Linked DNA regions of Sus scrofa: all the other regions are linked to region 2. Evidence: chromatin contacts called from public Hi-C and HiChIP or PLAC-seq data. All regions are on one chromosome and are shown on one strand. Each heading gives the region's core, a stretch centred on a gene start, on an enhancer-like site or on the middle of the called end of the contact. The rest is flanking DNA. Distances are from core to core; before and after follow the strand shown. Region 1 holds the start of SH2B1 (SH2B adapter protein 1). Region 2 holds the start of MAPK3 (mitogen-activated protein kinase 3). Region 3 holds the start of CDIPT (CDP-diacylglycerol--inositol 3-phosphatidyltransferase). Region 4 holds the start of KCTD13 (BTB/POZ domain-containing adapter for CUL3-mediated RhoA degradation protein 1).

The links. Hi-C and Micro-C count contacts between places; a contact is called where the count stands out from the background. HiChIP or PLAC-seq counts read pairs in DNA pulled down with a chosen protein or histone mark.
Region 1: an H3K27ac HiChIP or PLAC-seq map of alveolar macrophages shows a contact between it and region 2. The contact joins the promoter of SH2B1 here to the promoter of MAPK3 in region 2.
Region 3: a Hi-C map of heart right ventricle shows a contact between it and region 2, with 4 times the contacts expected there. The contact joins the promoter of CDIPT here to the promoter of MAPK3 in region 2. A contact is called at or near these places in 2 of 47 Hi-C or Micro-C datasets (embryonic fibroblasts and heart right ventricle) and 1 of 2 datasets of contacts at active chromatin or transcription factors (alveolar macrophages).
Region 4: a contact with region 2 is called in an H3K27ac HiChIP or PLAC-seq map of alveolar macrophages. The contact joins the promoter of KCTD13 here to the promoter of MAPK3 in region 2. A contact is called at or near these places in 1 of 47 Hi-C or Micro-C datasets (heart right ventricle) and 1 of 2 datasets of contacts at active chromatin or transcription factors (alveolar macrophages).

Annotation. Positions count from the first base shown.
Region 1 is chr3:18,531,782-18,535,747 of Sscrofa11.1, forward strand. SH2B1 (SH2B adapter protein 1) reads left to right here and starts at 1,501. Exons shown (of 11, transcript XM_003124516.4): 1 at 1,501-1,682; 2 at 3,894-3,966. The coding sequence starts at 1,523. It overlaps LOC100516669 (a long non-coding RNA gene), which reads right to left and starts at 1,448. Exons shown (of 2, transcript XR_115809.4): 1 at 1,112-1,448.
Region 2 is chr3:18,298,099-18,301,813 of Sscrofa11.1, forward strand. MAPK3 (mitogen-activated protein kinase 3) reads right to left here and starts at 1,312. Exons shown (of 9, transcript XM_021088019.1): 1 at 1,119-1,312; 2 at 1-78. The coding sequence starts at 1,291.
Region 3 is chr3:18,088,786-18,092,917 of Sscrofa11.1, forward strand. CDIPT (CDP-diacylglycerol--inositol 3-phosphatidyltransferase) reads right to left here and starts at 2,648. Exons shown (of 6, transcript NM_001167642.1): 1 at 2,606-2,648; 2 at 2,376-2,510; 3 at 1,520-1,673; 4 at 777-858. The coding sequence starts at 2,648. It overlaps LOC100622642 (putative protein T-ENOL), which reads left to right and starts at 3,182. Exons shown (of 6, transcript XM_021086430.1): 1 at 3,182-3,253.
Region 4 is chr3:18,138,807-18,142,920 of Sscrofa11.1, forward strand. KCTD13 (BTB/POZ domain-containing adapter for CUL3-mediated RhoA degradation protein 1) reads right to left here and starts at 2,783. Exons shown (of 6, transcript XM_021086431.1): 1 at 2,350-2,783; 2 at 1-12. The coding sequence starts at 2,593.

The sequences.
Region 1 (3,966 bases), core at 251-2,750, 230 kb after region 2:
AGCATCCTGCTTATCACAGGTCCCTCCCCACCCCACTCCCCCAGCCCTTTCCTAAGCAGGAAGACGTGTTTCTCCCTTTCTTATTAATACTGTGCCTTAACCAGGGTGCTGGATCCCAGCCATCTCACCTTCCCCAAACTTCCCTCCTTCAATTATCCTTTCTTTTTTTCTTTTTTGTTGTCATTTGTCCTTTTTAGGGCTGCACCCGAGGCATAAGAAAGTTCCCGGGTTAGGGGTCAAATCAGAGCTGCAGCTGCCAGCCCACACCACAGCCTCAGCAACTCCGGATCCGAGTGGCATCTGCAATCTACACCACAGCTCTCGGCAACGGTGGATACTTAACCCACTGATGGAGGCCAGGCATGGAACTCGAATCCTCATGGATACTACTCGGATTCCTAGCCACAATAGGAACTCCAGCATTTTTATTTACTTATTTTTTCCTTCTTTGGCTGCATTCTCTGGCATATGTAAGTTCCCCGGCCAGGGATCAAATCCGAGCCACCTCTGAAGATGTATGTTGTCCAGGCATATGTAAGTTCCCAAGCTAGGGGTTGAATCAGAGCTACAGTTACCTGCCTACGCCACTACCAGGTCCCAGCCGCCTGCGATCTACACCGCAGTTCGTAGCAATGCTGGATCCTAAACCTACGGAGCAGGGGCAAGGATCGAACCCACGTCCTCATGGATACTAGTTGGTGGTTCGTTACCACCGAGCCACAGCGGAAACTCTTCTTTTGGCGCTTTCATTCAGCTGTTGAAGAAGCTTGACCCAATGGCTAGAGCCAAGAGACTCCTTTATTGCTTAGGCCAGCTGAAGCTAGGTCACTGTGACTTGACTAGGATTTCATCGTGCTCATGATTTCAACAGCCCTTTACTACACCTTAATGAGTCTCCGTTTCTATATTTGGCCTTAATGTCTCTCCTGAGCTCCAGCCTATAGGTCCACCTGCCTCCTGATGTCCCACCGGCACACCCCAAACGGACCTCATTATTCCTGCGCCCATCTTCATCCCCCAGCTCAGAGACGGAACCTCCTAGAACCTCCAGGACTTTTCCTCAGAGAGGCAAGGTCGTAAGTTCAGACTCTGCCTCTCCACGGGGCCTCACCAAGGTCACCTGCATCTTTCCTCCCCCAGCTCCTTAGGGGCGGTGTCCGCGAATCCCTCTGCAGCCAGACCAGGCGCTCTAGGCTGCAATGGGCGCTTCAAACAGCGTCAACTCGCTGGTTTCCGGTACCGGCGGCTCCTCTAGCCTCCGTCAGGGCCTCGGGACTCTATTCCCCTAAGGTGCCTTGTCTACGGTTGACTGTTCCCCTTTGTCCCGACTTGTCCTTCAGAGGGCGCTCTTGTGGGAATCAACCCCTTCCTCGGGTTGCTTCTGCGATCCCTTTTAGGCACAGCTGGAGAAGTCACTGAGCCCGCCGAGAGTCACACCCTCGGAGCCCTGGAAGGGTGGCCGAGAGTGGGAGGATGGCGGAAGTGAGCGCGAAGGTGCCCTTCCCTCTCCCCGCTCTTCTCTATGGTCTCTTCCTTCGGTGACGGGGAAAAAAGGGGTCCCGGCGCCTGCGCAGAACCGGACTGGGAGCCCGTCGCGGAGGGGGGCGGGGGGCAGGGAGCGGGAGCCGCCGCCGCCGCCGCCGCCGCCGCCGCCGGAGCTAACCGCAGGGACCGAGATGCAGGTGGGACCGGAACCGGAACCCCCCTCTTCAAGTCCCTCTTCCCTCTCCGCGACTCGGGCCCGGCGCCTGCGGGGAGCCCTGGGTGGAGGCGGGCGCGGGGGGCTCGAGGCAGGAGGGGCGCCCGGCCCCGCAGAGTGCGGCAGACAGGGCTGCGGCCCCGGGGAATGGGCGGGTAGAGGGTGTCCAGGGTGAAGGGGGTCGGGTCGGAGTGGATTGATCACCGGCTCCGGAGGGTCCGAGCCTGGAGCGGAGCCTGCACCCTCCACCACCCGGCCTTCGGGAAATAGCACCACTGAGCCAAGAAGCAGGTGCACTGGGAAAATGTGTCTGAGTCCCGCTTGGCAGAAGAGAAACTGAGTCACCAGCTCAGGAGCCACAGGGTCAGCGGGCCTGAAGGGGGCTGGGTCTGCCTGTGGTGCAGAGGGTTGGGTGGGCAGTTGTGAGCTGAGGTGGCCTCTGCCTGGAGATCGGTCTCTGCACCTCTTGGCTCAGTTCCCCTGTGCTCCATGACTCTTGCATCTCCTGGCTTCTTCTCGTTGTTTTGGAACTGTCCCTACGGTTGGAGCCATCTGAGTGTGTAGGGTCTATAGGCCAAGGAGAAGGGGAGGGAACGCTGACCGTGGGTCTGAGCAGGCGTCTGAGGTTTGGGGAGATTTGCCTGAACTGCCTTCATCCCGTTGCCAGTCAGAGCTTCCAGTAGAGGAAGGGACACAAACAGAAGAGCCAGGGGTTGTAAATTCCATGCCCAGCTCTGCCACTTGGTAGGAGTTGTAAGATCTTGGGAAGGCTCTTCCTTGCACTGATTTCTCTTGTAGAAAATTGGAACCCATAAAGATAGTGATAACGGCAGTCATCTATTGTGTGCTTACTTTGTGTCAAGCAGGGACTTGTTATTTCATTTAATTCTCCCAGTAGTTCTGGGGGTTAGGGATCATTAGCTCTGTTTTATAGCTGTAACAGCAAAAGCTCAGAGAGGACATGTAATCTGTTGAAGATCACACAGCTCTTAGGCGGCCGAGATGGAATTTCATCCTAAGTCTAACTCCAGAAACTCTGGCCTTAACCCCAGGCTAACCAGTCTTTAGGGCATGCTCCCCTGCGAGAGAAGAGGAAGGCGAGAAATCCCAAGGCCCCAGCTCCCTGATATGTTGTATTTGCTTGTGGCCAGCCAAGACTTGCCCAGACCCAACCCACAGCCTGTCCTCGCCTGGTGCTGCTGCCTCTGGACCCCAGACTGAAAGGGCACCAAAGAAGTGGGATGTGGCCACTGCAGGCCTCCTTCAGGCAGTGCCTGGGTGCGGGCTCCTGGGGTCGGCTTTCCAGACGGTCGTTTTCACCATCCATCCATCCATCCTCCTTCATGAGCAAGCTCCCTCCTCAGAGATGGACCTTGGGCAGCGAAAGGCAGGGTCTCTGAGTTCTGGGACAGTGAGGGGTGGTGACTGAGACTGGGACAGTCAGGCCCCGGGGGACCAGGACTGCGCGCTGGGGAAAACTAGTCTTGGAGTTCTGAAACTTGTTCTGAGCTTCGGTTTCCTCATCTGTTATAGAGGTTGTTAAAACCCATCCCAGGGAAAGGTAAGAGGGGCGCAGGGGAGGCAATGGGATAAGCATTGAAGGGTCATTTCATTTAGAGAAGGGAGATGGGAGTTCCCATTGTGGCTCAGTGGTTAATGAATCTGACTAGCATCCATGAGGACGCAGGTTCGATCCCTGGCCTCGCTCAGTGGGTTAAGGATCCGGCGTTGCCCTGACCTGTGGTGTGGGTCGCAGACACGGCTCGGATGTGGCGTGGCTGTAGCTGTGGCAGAAGCCGGCCGCTACACCTCCGACTGGACCCCTAGCCTGGGAACCTCCCTATGCCGCAGGTGCGGCCCTAAAAAGCAAAGGAGAGAGAGAGAGAGAGAGAATTGACGTAGGAAAGATTCCCTTTTAGAGGAAGGCGCGGCCCCGCTGTCTATCACACCTGGGTAGTGGAGGGAGTGGATCCAGGAGGCAGCAGGATGGGTGCAGGCTAGACATTGGGGAGCCGGCGGATTGGCCGGGGCTTGGGGGGGGCGGGGGCGAGGCGAGGGTCCAGGGAAGGGATGGAAGTGTTGCCCTCGGAGGAGCAGGAGCGGAGATCCGAGGAGGGAGTCCGGCTCGGGGTGGGGCTCTGGCCCCTGTCCCACCTGGGCAGTGACTCAATGTATGTGCCTCTTCCTTCTGCAGCTGCTGCCGCTCACCCCGTGTCTTCTGGCCGCTTCCCTCTTTGCCGCCCCTCCCCACAGGCTCCCCCTCTCCA
Region 2 (3,715 bases), core at 62-2,561:
TGGCAGTAGGTCTGATGCTCAAAAGGGCTGATTTTCTTGATGGCCACTCGAGTCTTGCGCACATGGTCGTAAGCTGAGCTGAGAGGGCCGGAGAGATGTTGGTGGTGTGGCCTTACCAAGCGGGGGGAGTCCAGGCCCGGCGGCGGGCCCCACCCAGGCCTTGGCAGGGAGGGGAGGGAGCAGGAGAGACTGGCCAGAGCCAGTCATAAACAATGCTGGTTCCTTCCTGCTGTGAAGGCCTGGGATCTCCAGGGAGAAAGCTGGGGACCAGCCAGGCAGCCCTTCAGTGACTTCACAAACAGAGGAAGGGACTGACCGATCGCTGACTTCCCTTCTCCTCAACCCTTTCCATTCTAGTGGCCCTCACCCCTCATCCTCCCCTTCCCCGGATGGGCTCCCTCTACCCAAGACAGGGCCAGGGGCGGGAGGTGTGAGGGACATACAGGGAGGCGAATCCAGGAAGAAGGAGGGATGGGAGAGAAGGGATGCAGCAGGGGCGGGTGTCAGGGGGAGGTTCCCGGGCAGCAGAGCTAATCCCTGATGAACAAAGGCCCAGGGCCCCCAGTGGGGCTGGGAGAACTCACAGAGCCCTCCTGAAAGTTGCAAGAAGGCACTCCGGGACCCCCTCATTGCTCACTGGGTCCCTGGCCCCAGGCCCAAAGCCCTGCCCCACCCTGTCCAGCCCTGAGCTCTGCTCTTCTCTCCCAAACTCCTAGATTCGACTCCCGGGGGGCAGATCCCAGGCGCCCTTTCCCTGGGAAGGGTCCTTCCTGCCGTTTTCACCAAGGATATGACCTCCCCCAGAAGACTTATTCTCTTCTCTTCGCCCTGTGGCTATAGACTGCCCAAGGTCCCCACAGCTCCCCCACCTAGAGGCCCTTCCCTTCATTAGAGAAGGTTCCCCTCAAAACCCCCCAAGCCCCCCTCTTCTTAGATCGTAGGCAGCGCCCCCTCCCCCAGAAAGCACTCCAAGGCCCTCTCCCTGGGGCGCTCTCCAGCCTCCCGAAGCCCCTGCGGCTTCACGATGCTCAGAGACCCCAAGGCCTTAGAGAGCTCTCAGCACCCCTCCCTGGGATCGCCCTCCTCTAAGACGCCCCCTCCCCTGGAACGCCCCTCACCTGACCATGCCGTACGCGCCCTCGCCGATGTATTGCAGCTGCGTGTAGCGCGGGCCCACGTCGAACGGCTGCCCCTTTACTATCTCCACTTCCCCCGGGACCCCAGGGCCGACCCCATCGGCTCCCCGGGGCTCCCCGCCCCCGCCCCCCTGAGCCGCCGCCGCCGCCGCCATCTCCACTCCTCCCCTCCCGCCCGCCCGCCTCCCCCCCCGGCGGCCCCGCCCCTTCCCGCCCGCCCTGTCACCCGCGGAGCCGCGCGCGCGCCAGACCCCGCCCCCGCCCGCCCCCGCGCCCGTCACGTGACCCCCACCCCCCCGCAGCGGCGCCCAGCTTTCTGGGCACGGATGCCATGGTCCCTGGCACTTGTGGGCTCCGTCTACTCGGTCAATCTAGAAGCTCCCCAGGGCCGTCTGAGACGGTCCAGAACCCCACTCCCCCCCTCCAATGCAGAACAGCCAGTAGGGCCGCCCCAGTGACCTCACCCAGAGCCACCAAACAAGGGCTGGGATGAGGGGCCAAGACTGGGCCGCCTGGTCCCCGCTGCTTTTGCCAGCCCCACTCAGCCCGGCTGAGTGGTCCGGCTCCAGATGGAACCTTAGGGGACCCTCACCAGCCCTCTGGCGTTTGGCCTCCCTGAGCCCGGCCCGATGCTAAGTGATCCCATGCATATTTCACAAAAGCGGTGGGAGATGGCTTTCTCCTAGAGGTAGCCTGCCTTTCACAAATGAGGAAACTGAAGGCTGAGCAGCGCAAGGTCCTTTGGAATCGCGCAGACAACTTGAGATCTGGAAAGCCCAGGTGTCCGGACTCCCAGCCTAATGGCTTTTGACTGGAGGCCTGCCAGAGTGGGCTAGGGACCTGGCCTCAGCACCCAGGCGGTACTGGTATCCCCAGGATCATATCATTGATGATCCCATGCTTCCTTTACAGGGAAAGGGGGGGAGAGTCCAGAGAGCTGCATGCAAGGTTGACACGATCAGGCTTTGCCCAAATATAGCAAGACGGGTAACTTTTTTTCTGTCATTGGATTTGGCAAAAATTGGAATCCTGTTAAGATCATCATATTTTGATTCTGTATGAGACTTGAACATATACTTAATACTTGGCCCACTCTAGTCGCTTCATTAGAACAATCCCACAATATAAACGTCAACTGCTTTTCTTTCTTTTTTTTCTTTTTGCTTTTCAGGGCCACACCCACGGCATATAGAGGTTCCCAGGCTAGGGGTCCAATTGGAGCTACAGCTGCCGGCCTACACCACAGCCACAGACACGCCAGATCTGAGCCGTGTCTGTGACCTACACCACAGCTCAGGGCAACACTGGATCCTTAACCCACTGAGCAAGGCCAGGGATCGAACCCACAACCTCATGGCTCTGGTCAGATTTGTTAACCACTGTGACACGACGGGAACTTCTCATCTGCCTTTCTTAACTGGGTAGGCAGGGGCCATGTCTTTCTTGTTCATGGCTGAATCCTCGACCCTCAGACACTCAAAAAAAAAAAAATTAATGGATGAATCAAGTTTTACAGAACAGGAAATCTGGAGTTGGGGAGCTGAGACTCAACATGGTGTCTTCTGACAGAGAAGCAGAGGCTCTTTTTAATTCCATTCTGTTTCCCAGAATCAGAGTCTGCTAAAAAACTGGAGAGAGGGCCCACCCAGTCCATCTCCCTTACTTCACAATGAAAATATGAGCTGGGAGTTTCACAAAAACACATCTCCTCGGCTTTAGTAAGTAATCACGTTTTTTTTGGTCTCCCTTAGAAACTGGTCCTTGTATGCCTTAAAGATCGAGACAAAATGGAACAGTAATTATGATTCTGAAATTGGTCACCATTAGATATACCACCAGGCACTTGATTCAGATTAATAAGACCGAGTCACTGGTCACCAATAGCCCCCAAGTCAATGAAATTTCAAGATACTAATTAGATCTTTTTTTTTTTTTTTTTTTTTTTTTTTGCTTTTTAGGACAACACTGGTAGCACATGAAGGTTCCCAGGCTAGGGATTGAATCAGAGCTGTATCTGCCGGCCTACACCATAGCCACAGCGACGCAGGATCTGAGCCGCCACCATGACCTACGCCAAGGCTCATGGCAGCGCTGGATCCTTAACCCACTGAGCAAGGCCAGGAATCAAACCTGCGTTCTCATGGGTGCCAGTCAGATTCATTAACCATTGAGCCATGACAGGAACTGCAGATCAAAAAATTTTTGATAAGCTATTGAATGGCATTGTGAGCTAGGCACTGGGGCTGATAAAAGCTTACTGTATAGGGTGAATTGGGAGTTTCCCTTGTGGCTCAGTGGGATAAAAACCCGACTAGTACTCACCAGGATACAGGTTTGATCCCTGGCCTCACTCAGTGGGTTAAGGATCCTTTGTTGCTATGAGCTGCAGCGTAGGTCACAGATGTGGCTCAGATCCTGCATTGCTGTGGCTGTGGTGGTGGCCAACGACGACCCCTAGCCTGGGAACTTCGATATACTGTGGGTGCAGCCCTAAAAAGACGAAAATAAAATTTAAAAAAATTAGTGTGAATTAGTGCTTAAGAGCAAGAGCTCTCTGGATTCAGACTGCCTGGGTTAGA
Region 3 (4,132 bases), core at 1,398-3,897, 210 kb before region 2:
TTGGCCAGGAGCTGTGGGTGGCACTCACTGACGAGGTCAGGCATAAACAGGATGATGTGTCTGTCTGTCTTTTTTTTTTCTTTGTCTTTTTAGGGTCGCACCAGCTATATATGAAGTTCACGGGCTAGGGGTTGAATTAGAGCTACAGCTGCCGGCCTACACCACAGCCACAGCGGATCTGAGCCCCATCCACGACCTACGCCACAGCTTGCACCAACACCAGATCCTTAACCCACTGAGCGAGGCCAGGGATCAAACCCGCATCATCAAGGATGGATACTAGTCAGGGGCTTCACCTTCTAATTAAGCCACAACAGGGACTTCCAGGAAGTTGTTTCTGCCTGGCATCGCTGCAGACCCCTCGAAGGCCTGGGCCCTATCTGGAGGTGCTGACCCAGGATAAAAATTACACTCCTTGTGCTTGCTTTGGCAGCACATATACTTAAAAAAAAAAAAAAAAAGTACACTCCTTATCAAGGCTTAAGGCCTTGTGTTTTTTTTTTGGCTGCACCAGGCCAGGGATCAATGAATCCACCACACCCACAGCAAGTCCCCCTAAGGCCTTTCGCAAGCTGGTTCCGCAGACCTCTCTGGCTTCCTCCTCCCTCCCTTTTCCCTCCAGCCACTCAGCTCTACCTTCCTGGACACACCCGGGGCCACAGGTCCACTTGCTACCCGGAGCCATTCACACAGGCCCTTCTCATCAATCCTACCCTGGACCCAGCGCGGAGCCCAGGACTGGCCTAAGCTAAGCGGGGTAAACAGCGAAGGCTCACCCTGGAGGTGTAGTAGATGCGAAGCACTGGATTTCCCGACAGGTCAATCATCTTGTGACTTTCACTGCCTCGGACCACAGAACTTGGGGGAGAAAGAAAGTAGGGGGAAATCCATGAGCGTTCATTACATTGAAAGCCAACCCCCAGGAGGCAGGTGTCAGGATGCCTCGTTGAACAGAGGAGGGACTGGGCACAGCTGAAGACCACTGTCCTGCCCAACGCCACCTAGCTAGGGGAAGAATCAGGACTCAAAAGCCCCGTGCCCCTTCCCAAGGGATTTATTTATTTTTCTTTTTATGGCTGCCCCTGGGGCATGTGGATGTTCCCAGGCTAGGGGTCGAGTGTGGTCAACGCCACAGCCATTAGCAACACTGGATCCAAGTCACAGGGACCTACGCCACAGCTTGTGGCAACGCAGGATCCTTAACCCACTGAGTGAGACCAGGGATCGAACCCACATCCTCACACAGAATGTGTCAGGTCCTTAACCTTCTGAGCCACAACAGGAACTCCAGCCCAAGGGATGTTTGCTCTGTGGAATCCTTGAATAACCAGCCAGAAAAGTTGCAGGAATTACTGAATCCAGCTGTAAAACAGGACTGAAGCTGATTCAGAGATTTGCCCAAGGTCGTTCGGCAAAGCAGAGCTAAAAAGGAGATCTCCCGAGAAGCCTGAAGACACTGCCCCCACCGCCATATGACCTCAGCCCTCCCCACCCGGTCATCACGCCCAGAATGACAGACCTGTGAAGGTGCAGCCAGTGGCTGGCCACATCCAAGCTCATGCTGAGCTGGAAGAGAAGGGTGGCTCGAGGGTACAGCAGGGCCAGGTTGACCAGCAGACACATGGTGGAGCAGCGGTCTGTCAACATGTCCAGCATGGCCCCAAACCGGGTCCCTGAAAAATGGTGGCTATTAGGTGGCAAAGAGCTGTGGAGGAGGCGGTGGATGGATGACAGGGGCCGTATCTGGTGGATCATTCAGATGCAGAGTCTAAGGGTGACGGTGCATCCACTGCCTGGGGAGGCGAGGAGACTGTTCTGCCTGGACCAAAGGGCCAGGGTCACCGTGCCACAAAACAGAACACATGGGAATGCAGAGAGAACAAAGCAGAAGTGGGGAGGCTAGCTCTAGAGCTCATCAACCCCAGAATCCAGGGTCCAGGTCTCCAGACAAGAAGACTTGAAATCTTAGGGAAGTCTTGGAAGTGAACAGATTCAAAAAGTAGACAACCCTCCAGAAACTATCCCTCTTCCCTCTCCATCTGCCTTCCAAACCCACCTTCTGGAATCATTCTGGCTGGTGCCTGCCACACAGGAGATACCAATAAACATAAACATCTGTTGAATGGATGTTTTAATCCTTCGGAGAGGCCGGCAGCACTGCCACTTGCCACGCCCAGTCTTGCCATCCCACACCCCTCCTCTCAAAGAGTGCTTCTCAACTGCGAGCTTAAATCCCTTCCGCTACAAAAGCGGGCCACTCTGCTCTGCTTTCTACAGAGATGGGAATGACAGAGCTCCTGAGTACCTGAGGAAGCAGGAAAAGGGGGCAGAGGGTTGTTGGGCCTCGAGGCTGGCTGGGAGGAGGTATCTGTCACCTTGATTAAGGACTCGAGCAGCGTGTCCATCAAAAGCGTCCAGAAGTCCGCTGAGCAGGTAGAAGGAGGAGGCCGTGAAGGGGCAGCAGGGCATGAAGTAGAAAGAAATGATGGCGAAGACAATCCGGGCATAACCTTGGGACGGGACGAGGGAGAGACAGGGCAGATCAGGAAGCCTGCCCAAGACCCCTGGCCCTCCCGTTCGGCCCGGAGCCGCGGACAGCACTCACCAATAAGGTTAGGCACAAACAGGAAGATATTTTCGCTTGGCATCGCGGAGGCCCCCTGGCCGCTCTGGGCCTTATCCGGAGGTGCCAACTCTGTCCCAGCCCCGGCGCGACGCTCACCCTCCAGCCTGGCGCATCGGCCGCGCCCACTGCGCGCAGGTCTCTGCTGCCCCAGCCGGGTCCCAGATGTTAAAGCTCAATGTCGACCGTAGCATGGGCTAACCCAGCTGTGAGCCGGGAGCGAACACCCTGCCCTTCCTCAGGGCAGACGCTCGCCTCTTCCTGCCTCCAGCTGCGGCCTCTGCTGCTCCAGCTGTGCTGGGCTTCCGGAACCTACTCTACTGCGTTCTACCTTGCAAAATTGGAGAAAGGAAGAAGAGGCTTTTGAAATGGCTGCGGCCCCTTTAAGACCTGCTGGCTTCCTTGTCTTCCCTCCGCCCCTTACCATCGGCTTGTACCAAAGCACAGAGGGAGGAGAGGGGAAAAAGAAACATAGTCGTCGAGCAAAAAAGGGAATTGAAAAGGAGAGGCCAAAAGAGAAGGAGGCCTAGATAAATGTCTCTACGTTCCTTTCTGTGCAGGGTATGACTTCCTGGAGACAAAGATAAGGGGAGAAGATTCCGCTCTCTCGCGTTTTTGCACCCCCAAGAGGTCAGGTTATTTGGTACAGTCCACATTTTCCTTCCCCGCCCCCCTCTCTCCACCCTCATTAGCTCTTGCAGGATCCAGGCAACGAGATGACAGCCAGAGGGCCCGAAGGGCGACCTGGGGGGGGGCTGCTTTTCGCGTGCCCCTAGTGGTGGGAGGATTAGGTCGCAGGCTCCACTCTGTGTCATCTTCCCAGGTCTCTCTAGATTCTAGCGCTAGAGTCACTGACCCCTAAGAGGGACCTAGCAGGGAGCGGAGGAGTTGCGAATGCGACAAGCTAGGAAAATGCCCTTACCCCTGTGGTTCTAGAATCCCTAGTCTCCTGGCAACGGCGCTGCGGAACCTTTGCATATGCCAAAGTTTTCGTAGTAAGGGGTAGCGGAGCCGCCCTGGGTTCCCCTTTTTCCAAACTTCTCCCCCAACTCCCCGCTCCCACGGCCCCTAAAAGGGCTTTTTAGACCTCCCTGTCCCCTCTTCTGCCCAGGAGCCCAAGATTTCGACCCATCTGCCAGGTCGGGGGTGGCAAGTGGGCTGCCTTGTCTTAAGAAGGGCCTTGGATGGGAAGAAGGAAAGCGAGGCTCTCGCCGGGCCGAGTGGAGGCAGGGGAGAGGGGGCGGGCGTGTGGGTGTCCCACTCCCTCCCCCAGGAAGATTTAAGGCAGCGATTTTTTTTTTTTTTTTTTTTTTTTTTTTGGTCTTTTTGCCTTCTCCAGGGCCGCTCCCGCGGCATATGGAGGTTCCCCGGCTAGGGGTCGAAGTGGAGCTACAGCTGCCGGCCTACACCACACCCACAGCAACGCCAGATCCGAGCTGCGTCTGCAACCTACACCACAGCTCACGGCAACTCCCAATCCTTAACCCACTGAGCGAGGCCAGGGATCGA
Region 4 (4,114 bases), core at 1,533-4,032, 160 kb before region 2:
TCAGCACCCAACCTGGTGAGGAGGGGAGAGGCAGAAGGAAGGATGGCTTTGCTGAAGGCCCTGGAGTTACTACATTTTAATGAAAAAAGGACTCCAGGAGTTCCCGTCATGGCGCAGTGGTTAACAAATCCGACTAGGAACCATGAGGTTGCGGGTTCGGTCCCCGCCCTTGCTCAGTGGGTTAAGGATCCGGCGTTGCCGTGAGCTGTGGTATAGGTCGCAGATGCGGCTCGGATCCCGAGTTGCTGTGGCTCTGGCGTAGGCTGGTGGCTACGGCTCCGATTCGACCCCTATCCTGGGAACCTCATATGCCATGGGAGCAGCCCAAGAAATAGTAAAAAGACAAAAAAAAAAAAAAAGGAAAGAAAAGAAAAAAGGACTCCAAAGCTACAAAATCTAAATGCTCATCTGTCTCAAGCCTCTGCCATATCCAAGAAAATGGCTTTATTTTTTTTTTGTCTTTTTTTTTTTTTTTTTTGGTATTTCTTTGGGCTGCTCCCGCGGCATATGGAAGTTCCCAGGCTAGAGGTCGAATCAGAGCTGTAGGGCCAGCCTACTCCAGAGCCACAGCAACGCGAGATCCGAGCCGCGTCTGCAACCTACACCACAGCTCACGGCAACACCGGATCCTTAACCCACTGAGCAAGGGCAGGGACCGAACCCGCAACCTCATGGTTCCTAGTCGGATTTGTTAACCACTGCGCCATGATGGGAACTCCAAGAAAATGCCTTTAAAACATCTCCAGTGAGATCTCCCACAGGCCCCTTTTCAACACATCCAGACACACAGAAGTAATTCCCTCCCACATCTGTTCTATACCTGGAGGGTTCTCACCAAGAGAAAGTTCCTCCGGATTACCGTATCAATAAACCTCTACCTCGTGTTACTTCTGATCATCCTATTGAATTAGAATGCTACCCCAGGGAGTTCCTGTTGTGGCGCAGTGGTAACAACCCAGCTGGTATGCATGAGGACTCGGGTTTGATCCCTGGCCTCACTCAGTGGGTCAAGGATCCAGTGTTGCCCTAAGCTGTGGTGTAGGTCGAAGACATGGCTCAGATCCTGCAGTGCTATGGTTGTGGCTGTGGCTGTGGCCAGCAACTACGGCTTCAATTCGACCCAACCTGGAACTTCCATATGCTGCACCTGCAGCTCTATAAAGACCAAAAAAAAAAGGGGGGGGGGAGTTCCCGTCGTGGCTCAGTAGCTAACGAACCAGGCTAGTATCATGAGGACTCCAGTTCGATCCCTGGCCTCGATCAGTGGGTTAAGGATCTGGCGTTGCTGTGAGCTGTGGTGTAGGTCAAAAACTTGGTTTGGATCCTGCATTGCTGAGGCTGTGGTGCCGGCGGGCAGTTATAGCTCTGACTGGACCCCTAGCCTGGGAACCTCCATATGCCACAGGTGCGGCCCTGAAAAGACAAAAAAAAGAATGCTACCCCACTCTCCACTACCATTTTAACCTTTGTATTCTTCATAGACCTCATTGCCATCTGGAATTACATGTTTCTGTCTTCGTTTTGGTATGTTTACTTGCTTATTGTCTCTCCCTACCCCCACAAAAAAGAAAACTCCATAAGGCTCATCTTAATCAGATTCATTTACCAAACTATCTCCTACACTAACTGGCATTTTGCCAATATTCATTGAACAATAAACTCTTCACCTGCAGATATTTGAAGACTGAGCTCTGCCTCCCCAATTTCAATTTTCCTGCTCTCACAATCCTTGTTAACCTCTTCTGAATCCCCCTCCCTGGACTTTTAAGGTTCCCCTTGAGCATATGGAGCCCGAACCTGACTGCGACACACTTTGAGAAGGTAAGGTTCGCCTGCCAGAGAGAACTGTCCACTCTCCACTCTGGCGTCCCTGGCAAACCCAAAGCAGCCCTCTCCTCTGACAGTCTGTTATTTACAGATAGATTTCTAGAGTGTAGGGACCTGTGTTAGGTCCTCCAACTCTCGGGGGTGGTTGCTGGCAGTGCTGAGGTAGAAGAAACTGATGAAGGTTGCCTGGAAGGGTGCTGTTGGCACCAGGGCTGCTTCCCGAGTCTTTTGAGCTGAGGAGGAAAGAGTGGAAGAGTCCGTGGGGAGCAGTAATGAAAATTTGGTCCTAACATGTTGAGAATTTGCTGGTTACTACTGCTGGGTGTAAAGACCGAGGGAGGAAGGGGATGAAGAATGAGAAAAGGGAGGTGCCATGGGATGTAGGGGATGGAAGAAGTGAGAATGAGTTGACTGGACGGCAAGAGAGAAGGGGCGTGAGAAGACTGGGCGAAGAAAGACTGGGAGAAAAGGGAGACGGGGATCTGGAGGAGGCAGGACAGTAAGCAAGGGCGGCTCGCGTACCTCCGGCGTCAGTGAGCACCTCCGCGCGGCCGCTGAACATGGCCTTGAGCATGGTGTCCTGTCCCGTGAGGGTGCGCAGCGTGGTGTAGTGCAGCGAACCGCCCACGTTTAGTTTCACATACTTGCTGTTCGGGGTCAGGGGCTTGAGACCGTAGGCGGCGGAGCCAGGCTCGAGACCCGCGGGCTTAGGAACTTCCAGGGACTGGGCCTCCGCCGCTGCGGGGCCAGACGCCTCGGCCGACATGCCTGGTGGCGGCGGCGGGCGACGATCCTTGGTTGTCTCCGCACCCTCCGGCCGCTCCCAGAGACCCCGGGACCCGAGCCCTTGGGCCGGACCGCTGGGCCCGCACGCCCCTAAGCCCCGCCGCTACTTAGTGACACTGGCCCTCTGGATCATCGCGCCGGAACCGCCCGGAAGCCGGGCGAGAACTGCGCAGGCGCGTCAAGGTCCCGCCCCCGACCTCGCGCGGCCGGGAGGGAGGAGCATGCGTGGTGGCGGTGGGCTGGCAGAGGGAGTCGAGCGCGGGCTGCGGGAGGGCGGGGCGCCGCGTGAGGTGTGTTCAGGTCGCCTGTCCGGGAGACTCGAAGTAGGGCTCTTGGCCACCTGCCTGTGTGGAAAACACTGCCCCCTTCGCGTATCTCCACTCTCAGGGTGCTTCATGGGCGTGAAGGGGAAGGGGCCCAGAGAGGCAAGGGGTTGGGGCACAGTTTCCCGCCTCCCGGCCCCGCGCATTTGACAGCTGCGAACGAAAGCCCCAAGGGGAGCTCTTAAGGGAGGCCAGACGGAGGTGGCCTCCCAGAGGAGGTGGCAGTAATGCTAGGTAGGGCATGCAGGATGTGAATAGATGAGGTCGTCCGTTGACGAGCGCTTCTCTGAGGAAGTGATACTGAGCTGAAGCTCAGAAGAGACGCCTATGTGGAGGCGGAGGGCAGAGAGTTCCAAGAAGAGCCCGGGGCAAATACAAAGACCCGTAAACCAGACACACTTGGCATATTTAACAGGCAGAAAGAAGGTCAGGGGTGGCTAGAGCAACCTGGACAAGGGTTTTAGAATCCCAGCCTATGTCGTGAGACACCCAACCTTGGAAGAAAGAAATAAGCTAGGAAAACGTTGCTGGTAAAGTGTGGCGAGAAGTGTTTGAATCTGATCTCATCTGCATTCTGTTGAGAGGCTGATACCTGGGACATTTAACAGTCGATCTGAATGTCTAGCAGGAGAATCTGCTGGAGGGAAAATGAAGCATGAAGCTGTAGTTCTGCCTGGCCATCAGTTCACCGGCAGTGTTACTTCTCTCTGGGCTTGTTTGGTTTCTTTTCTGCTGAGTGACGTGTGCAAATGTAAATGGCAGGGGCTAGGTAGGAATGTAAATGAGTGGAATGAACCAGTTACAAGGTATTAGGGAGTAACAGGGCCTGTGTTAGCCTGGAGAGCCCATGTTTTACCCAAAGGGCAATATTGTCAATTCTGATTTTTCAAGTGTAGCTGGTGAGAAAGAGAAAAGCAGCTCATGACAACTGGGACCCAGTTTTCACTATTCCTTCAGAAGCCTCTGTTGCTATGAGGGGGCCTGACACTATAAGCTAGGCTATGATGTTGCCCTGTTGAGCATAAACAATTTTATAGGACACCAGCTTCAGAAAAAACTCCTCTCTGATGAATTGAAAGACTGTTCCATAATCATAATTGAACACGAAAACAGGAACATTGTCCAGACCACAAAAATGACCAATGGTGACCTTTTCCATCACAGTCTGAGTGACGGCT